2 separate regions of the Mus musculus genome follow, and region 1 is linked to region 2. A link is a contact called in public HiChIP or PLAC-seq data. All regions are on one chromosome and are shown on one strand. The core of a region is the stretch at or near the end of the contact, and the rest is flanking DNA. Distances in the headings are between cores, read along the strand shown.

Region 1 (4,036 bases), core at 92-2,591, 410 kb after region 2:
GCCCCATAGAAACAATGAGAGGTGTCGTACCCCATCAGTGGAAGGCTGCTATCCACTCTGGGAGGTGTGAGCACGTGTGAAAGCTCACAACAGAGCACACACACCTGGGAAAGAAAATCAAACCTCAGCATTCTGAAAACCACCAAACCACAGAGACAGCAAGAAAGGAACAAATGTACCCAGAACCACCAGGAGAAAAACCAGTAAGCGTCTCCTCACTTATCAACAACCACCTTGGATACAAACAGATTATTTACTCAATGAAAGGTATCAGTGAGAAAGGCTCACTGGATGGACTTTAAAAAATGCAGACAGTTACATGTGGTCTATAGGAAAGCATCTTCGCTGGGAAAGGAATACACAGATAAAAAAGGGAGGGGTGGGAAAAGAGCACCATGCAAACGTAAGTCAAAAGGAAATCGGAGTTACTATAATTGTATTAAATTTAACTCAGAATTTAATTGTGTTAGATTAAAATTTATATTTAAAACGTTAATGAGCTGGGCGTGGTGGTGTACTCTTTTAATCCCAGCAGAGGCAAGTGCTAAAGCAGGTGGATGAATCTCTGTGAGTTTAAGGCCAGCCTGGTCTACATAGCTAGTTCTAAACCAGCCAGAGCTACATAGTGAGACCCTTATCTCAAAAAAATAAAAAAAAAATAAGTAAATAACAAACTGTTGAATAAACTGTATGTGTCTGTAATCTTAGCACGAAGGAGGTAGAGGCAAGGCCAAAAGGTTAGTGTTGGTGGGCTGTAGTTTAATCGCAGCACTCGGCAGAGGCAGAGGCAGAGGCAGAGGCAGAGGCAGAGGCAGAGGCAGAGGCAGAGGCAGAGGCAGAGGCAGAGGCAGAGGCAGAGGCAGAGGCAGAGGCAGAGGCAGAGGCAGAGGCAGAGGCAGAGGCAGGCAGATCTCTGTGAGCCTAGTCTACAGAGAAAGTTCCAGACAGCCAGAACTACAAAGAGAAACCCTGTCTTGAAAACTCAGCCTGGGATTCATAAGACCATGTCTTTAAAAAAAAAAAAAATCCAACAGTCAATGAAGCTGTCTCTTCATTAATGAGTGAATAAAATAATAAAGGAAAGAATTCAACAGGAAGAAATAGCTATTCTAAATTCATAAATACACAATGAACTCAGCAGCACTCAGCTATAGAATACAAGCACTATTAGCTATAAAAAGAGAGACAAATTAGAATATATTCAGACCCTTTTTATATCTTCTATTAATATATAATTATCCAAACCAAAATATCCACAAGGAAACATTAAGTCTATACTATATGCCAAAATGGTCTAACAGACTGTTGACCTTGCCTGTCCCCAGCAGGCTGCAGAATAAGCTGTAGGGTATACACTTTCTTCTCGTCAGCAAGTGAGCCATCCTCTAGGGTAGACCATAGGCTAGGATATATATAATTCGAATCTCAGCAAATTCAGTAGAATTTAAATCGTGGCATTATCTTCTCTGAGATAAGAGTCAGCAAGAGAAGCTTTAGAAATTGTACAAATACGTGTAAATTAAGCAACATTCTCATGAATGAACAAGCCATTGAAAAATAAAAAGGGGAAGTTTAAAATGTCTTGAAAGGAATGAAAATGAAAACACAGCATATTGAAACCTTCAGGATTCAGTTAAAGAAACAAAAAAACAAAAAAACAAAAACAGTGCTCAGAGGAAGTCTACAGGAAAGAGTGCTTGCATCAACAAAGTAGATTGCAGACACACAACGGAACAATGTATCATTCGGAACTAGAAGATAAGAACAAAGCAGAACTTAGTGAAAAAGAAAGAAATTACAAATAAGCACATTCTATGACAAGCCTGGGGCTATGGAGGCTCGGGTAGTAAAATGCTCACACTGAAAACACAGGGACCTGAGTTAATTTCCAGAATCCTTATACAAAAAGTCCCGAGTGGTGGCCTGTTGGGTGGCAGAGACAGTTGGATCCCTTGGGGCTCCTTGGCCAGCCCAGCTAGACTAGCCAGTGAGCTTAAATTTAAGACCCCAAACTATGTAACCAGTGGAAGGAAATAGAGGAGAAATGCCTTAGAACAACAGTATTGACGAAGATCTTTTGGGTCTGACCCTTAAAGCACAGGAAACGAAAGCAATAATTGACCATACACACAAATAAATAATAGATTTAAAAAAATATACCAAATAACTGGTGAATATGAAAAGAAAGGGAGACTCACATGCTGTTGGTGAACATATGAATTAATATTGCTACTATTATGGGTAACTTCATTGAAGTGTCTCAGATAATTGACGAGCAAGTTTCTGGTTGTGTCATATGGTGCAGACTTAGGTGGTGTTTTGCTGAGGCAAGACCTGTGAGAGGATACATGGTGTTTGGAAAGAGTGTAAATAGGACTCAGCAGACAGTGACAATACAACTGCATAGCTCTTTGTTGGTCTTGCGTCTTCACTGGTCTTCACTTTGTGAGAGAGGCATGGCAGAGAACTCCAGCTGGTCCTGGTCGCTTCCACTGACTCCTGCTGATTTGGTGGATGCCTGGCAGTTTCTGCTGGATCGTGCCACCACTGCTGATTCATGCTTTCTATCCTGACACCACTGAACTGGACTGCTGGCATCCTGACAAATGGAGATTGAAATGACCCCAATGAACTACTTCTAAACAGGTCCGCATCCCCTTGTCCAAATCTTTTCTCCCTACCTTTGGACAGTGAGCTAGATAGAAAGGAGAGTCAAAGCATTTGAGAACCCTTATTAAAGTAGGTTTTTAAAAAAATCTAAGCCTATGGATAACTAGAACTTGAAGCACCCTATGATCCAGTAATCCACTTAAAATCTACACACTAAAGATCAATGTATATGTTTAATATATCTGTACTCACACATATTGCAGCCAAGAAATGGTTCATGCCTGCAGTCCCAGTACTCAGAAAGCTGCCATCAATTTAAGGCTAGCCTGGACCTCAAAAATAAGACCTGCAGGGCGTGGTGGCACATGCCTTTAATCCCAGCACTTGGGAGGCAGAGGCAGGCAGATTTCTGAGTTCGAGGCCAGCCTGGTCTACAAAGTGAGTTCCAGGACAGCCAAGGCTACAGAGAAATCCTGTCTCGAAAAAAAAGAAAAAAGAAAAAAAAAAAAAAAAGCCCTGCATGCATTATCTTCCCTTTATAGTTGCTATCTATTCTCTCACGTTTTTGTGTTCTCAAAAAACAACAAAAAAAGCAAACTTCTGTTTGTTTTTTTATGAGCTCGAATCTTACTTGGAGTCCAGGGCTTGCCTGAAACTCACTACCTTCTTGACTTAGCCCCCCAATCAGTGAATTACAGGCATGGATCACCACAACCCGCTTTTGATAATGTTCTCCATAGCCATGTCTTTTCTTTGTAGGAGAGACACTGAGATCCTGGACAGCGTGTTGTTGTTTTTCCTTTAACCTCCTCAGCCTTTGTTTTGCAGGCTGTTGCTACTGCCGTTCATGACATTTGCACTCTAGATTTTTCTCCGTGGTGTTGCAAACCATCACAACAACTTGCCCTCTGGAGATTTTCAGCAATTTTAAGGGACAGTTTTTGGCTGTTCAAACTCAGAACTGGCAATGGATGAGGCAAAGTTACACAACAGTGTCATGTATCTAGTGCTGCTCAGCTAGCTCTCCTTGTAAAATAGGTTAGAGTGGTAGACTTTATGTTAGGTGTGTTTTACTATAGTAAGTGGATAAACTGGCAAAGGGTGCTATTGGCATCTATAGATTACAGACCAGGAAGTTATTGAACTTATTATATAACGCCCACAATAGCCTTCTACACAAGAATTATTTAACCACAAAGGCCAACCATTAAGGTTGGGAAATCTTGCTGTCAGTTATTAGCTGTGTCATGAAAAATATACATGTGATTATCCATCGAGCAAACAGTTTTACTTTCAGAAATATATGGTAGAGAAATAGGGGTGCTGAGCAAGAGTACACACATGTCCAAATATTTTTTATGGCAACACTTTATCATAGAGACAAGTCTGAAAATACCTAAATGTCTTAAATTTGTGTTTCACCGCA
Region 2 (4,032 bases), core at 1,426-3,925:
AATAAATAAATAAATCTTTAAAAAAAAATAAAAAAAAAATAAATAAAATGCCTTATGAGCCGGGCGTGGTGGAGCACGCCTTTAATCCCAGCACTCGGGAGGCAGAGGCAGATTTCTGAGTTCGAGGCCAGCCTGGTCTACAAAGTGAGTTCCAGGACAGCCAGGGCTATACAGAGAAACCCTGTCTCAAAATACCAAAAAAAAAAAAAAGCCTTATGATTGTTGGGCCTTCTTGAACAAACTACCCTTTCTATTAAAATAGCATCCAAAGGCCTCTAGAGGTGCTGCCCACACACCCCAGAACAAAAACTCAAATCCATGGCTTGGAATTCTAAAGTAGGCTCTTGAAATTTACCGCACAGACAATAGACTTCCAAGTAGAAACTTTTAGATCATAATCATTCAGTTGTGTCAACGAGAATGAATTTTTAAGTTCAGAAGCTTGGCTTTAAAAATCCTAAGGCTAAGTCCTGACTATAGAGCATAGAACACAGTTATCTGACTCTAGAAGGAGACAGAATGAGGCGACAATGACTTTGTGTAGCCACGAGGAAGTAGAATTTCTACCTCTTGGCTGGAAAAGACATGAAGGATCTTGGCCTCACAGTGTGTACTGTGGTGTTTATCCTCTGCATTCTTCCAGTTAAGTTCCCAAGAAGAATGTGGAAGAGCTGCCTCTGCTCAGCCCTGTGAGGCAGAGCAGAGCAGGAAACCCATCAGCAGGCTTCCCCCAGGGTTGGTGGAGGGATGGTGCAGTTTGTGCAGCCCTGTATCTAGCAGGGCTGACTCTCACAGTCTGACTCAGGCTTGCCTCATGTCAAGCATCCGGGCTGCAGCTTCCCAAGCGCTGCAGGCAGCACCGTCAGATGATGAGCAGCTTCTTTTTGAAGCATCGTTGGGGTTCAGAAAAGAATAAAGTGGAGGTGTCCAAAACAAAATTCTCCTCTGACCCCTGACTCAGGAACCTCTTAAACTATGCAGATGAAAATTTCTCTTCTCCAAGACAGGCCATGGAAACTTACTTGTTTTCCCCAAAGCAAGTAATGAAGTCTAAACATATTGCCCCAACTCCAAGCGCCTTTCTATCTCAAAGTGTCCAATAAATTCTCTGACATACATGATATAATAAAAATCATAGGACCACTATTTCAGAGGCCCCTTCATATACCTACAATGAAGGAATGCTACACAGAGAGGCTAGAAAGAATCTAAATGTTTCTTAACTCTACCCATTAGCATTACACATTACTCTTCTTATCCAATTATATCACTACATGAATGTTCATACTTCATTGAACCTGTGCACAAAATGACCTACAAAATGCATGAACCTATAAAATGAAACTTATAAAATTATATGAACTAAATGCAAAAGGATTCATACTATATGATTCTAGTAGTATGACATATTTAAAATAATCAAATTTATAAAGGCAGAAAATTCACAGTGGTTACCAGGAGCTGTAGGGGAAGGTATTGGAAAAAATCGAGAGATATTGTTTAATAGGTAATATATGGGAATTTCAGTTTGGGATGATCATATAAATATGATTACTGTTATGAATTATATAGCAATGATATACTTATGTATGGTTTAAAGGGAAGTTTTTGCTTAATTTTATGGTAATTTTTAAGAATCTAGTTTTTAAAAGTTCTGTGTCCACCAAAAAGTAGACAAAAATAAGGCTGGGGAGATAGTTGGTTAAAAAAATTATAAAATATAGATTTCTCCATGAAAGCATTCAGAATAGTTGGGGCTTGTTTTGCTTTGTTTTGTTCTTGTTTTTATTGAGGCAGGTTCTCTGTATGTAGCCTTAGCTGTTGTGAAGCTCATTATGTAGATCAAGGTGGCCTCAGACTTAGGGAATCCACCTGCCTCAGCCTCCCAAATGCTGTGCTTAGCGATGTGCATCACCATGCCCAGCGCCATTCCATATATTGTGGAAGTTACTAGTCTATGAGCAGTTCATCTGGTTCTGTCTAAGCCACCTCATAAAGATGAAAATGATGTTAGTCCATATGATAGCTTCAAAATATGTAAAACTCCTATCACCCAAGCCCTTCCCATTGGAAGCTTTGTCGGTCACCTGGTCTAGGGAATGCCCTCTTCATAATGCCAGGTAACTCTGACTGCCACATTATTTCGTGTAGGAGTCAAAGTTAGGCTTTAAAGATCAGTTTATAAGTTTGAAGTCAGGTGATAATAAAACAACTGAGATCAACCTAGAAACTTCCCTCTCATGATGTAAGACTGCCTAGCTCCCTTGTCTCTGTCCTTTAAGTGCTGAGCAGGCAATTAGCCCATGCCTCGTTTAAAAACAAGGGAGACAAAAGTAGAAATAGTTTTTACACCCCATTGTCCTACAGGAAAGGTATCTCAGCAGTCCTGCCCCAAGCGAAGCACATTGGTTCTGTCTGGGACAGATATTCTGAACCTGAGCTCCATAATGGCCTCAATCATTTGACCATGGCTCAAGGGAATGCAAAATTCAGGAACAGCTAATTAAATCTACACTAGAAACAAACGAGCGATATTCAGATGTTTCTTATTCTACCGAAAATGAACTTATCTTCTCCTGCAGATTTTATGCAAAATCTTGACCACTTCCTGTAGGGAAGTATGTTTCCCTTCAGTGTCCCGTTCTGCTGTATATACTGATGACTTTTGAACCAGACATAAAGCTTGGTAACCCCCTCCCGCAAGGCCTAAAATATTAACTCTTTCTGATCCTAAATGCCTCTAGGATATCTTCCAGAATATGTCTTTCAATATAAAGTCTGAAAACTTGGAGATTTTGAGGAAAAGGCAAATGGTTTTCCAAACTGTTAGAAGTCCTGGAATCTATATTAAGAAATACTTAGGAAAGTCACAACCCACCTGTGAGACAGACTTCAAATGAGGATGGCAGATGGGACAATTTCACCATGACAGACCATTGCTGTCCCTACACCTCTATTCATGGAAAGGTTAATGACCTAAAAGCCTCAGGCAAGCTGAGAAACTCCAAACAGAGAAGTTGACACAGTAGGCAGTTAGAAGCTGGCAACCTTCTGACAGGAAAGTCAACATGTCAGAACCTCCATGGTGTTTACCTGAGGTATTGGGAGAAGATCTGCATATGGTGTTTTACACCCCCAAAGTTCCATTTTCTGCCATTTAACACCCCCCCAAAACAGGCACACCCTTGCCATGCTGTTTCCTCTCCCAAGGAAAGATTGCTGCCCTTCGTTGTTCTAAAAGGGACAATCTGCTTCTCTTGAGCTTGATTTCCTCTTTTAGTCTCACAATCCTCATCAACCGTTTAAATATTTATAAATATTAAATATCATTTATATATAGTACAAATGGAGAACACCAAAAGATATAATAACACTCAAACACCAGATACATAAAATCTAATAAAGGAATGGGAACACAGACCAGTGACAAGCACTGGAGCTGGAAGTTTGGTTTTGAGAGAGGTTGTAAATGTTATGTGTGAGATAGACAAACACACACCCTTGAGCTCTGTGAAGAATGATGGAAGTGTGCTCCTAACTGCTGCTTGGGATCAAAAGTTCTAATGAGCTGTAGGCATAAAGTGCAGTGGGTCCAGGCCCAGGTTATAGCCTTCCAACCAGGAAATGAGCCAGCACACCATATGCTGGCTGTAACTAGACCTTCCCTATTCGTGGTTTGGTTTGGTTTTGGTTTTGGTCTTTTTGAGACATGGTTTCTCTGTGTAGCTCTGGATACCCTGGCACTTGCTCTATAGACCAGGCTGGCCTTGAACTCACAAGAAATCTGCCTGTTTCTGCCTTAAGAGTACTGGGATTAAAGGTGTGCCCCACCACTGCCCAGCAAGTTTCCCTGTCTTTAATGTCATCTGCACCCTACTTCTGTGAGATGGAGTTCTGAAGAAGGGCCTGAGGGTGCATAGTGAATAAATAAAACAGCAAATAGGGAAGGAAGAGTGAGGAGGGCCAGATAGTGTAATAAGTTCCCACTTAAATTCCAAACCATGAACTTACCGTGAATGAATAGAGGTGACA

What was found. HiChIP or PLAC-seq counts read pairs in DNA pulled down with a chosen protein or histone mark.
Region 1: a contact with region 2 is called in an H3K27ac HiChIP or PLAC-seq map of the HPC-7 cell line, with 8 times the contacts expected there. The contact joins two enhancer-like sites. A contact is called at or near these places in 7 of 39 promoter capture datasets (the C10 cell line, the HPC-7 cell line, cranial neural crest and 4 more), 3 of 115 datasets of contacts at active chromatin or transcription factors (the HPC-7 cell line, bone marrow-derived macrophages and embryonic basal ganglia) and 2 of 9 other capture datasets (embryonic stem cells and liver).

The regions. Positions count from the first base shown.
Region 1 is chr4:59,564,275-59,568,310 of GRCm38.p6, forward strand. No RefSeq gene overlaps it. Among named protein-coding and RNA genes, the nearest start is that of Hsdl2, 15 kb to the right of the region's middle. Within about 2 kb of position 1,342, at least 28 of the 459 cell types and tissues checked have an H3K27ac peak or open chromatin away from gene starts, as enhancers often do. A contact at or near this core is called in the HPC-7 cell line and bone marrow-derived macrophages, where this site is marked.
Region 2 is chr4:59,148,501-59,152,532 of GRCm38.p6, forward strand. No RefSeq gene overlaps it. Among named protein-coding and RNA genes, the nearest start is that of Shoc1, 12 kb to the left of the region's middle. Within about 2 kb of position 2,676, at least 21 of the 459 cell types and tissues checked have an H3K27ac peak or open chromatin away from gene starts, as enhancers often do. A contact at or near this core is called in the HPC-7 cell line and bone marrow-derived macrophages, where this site is marked.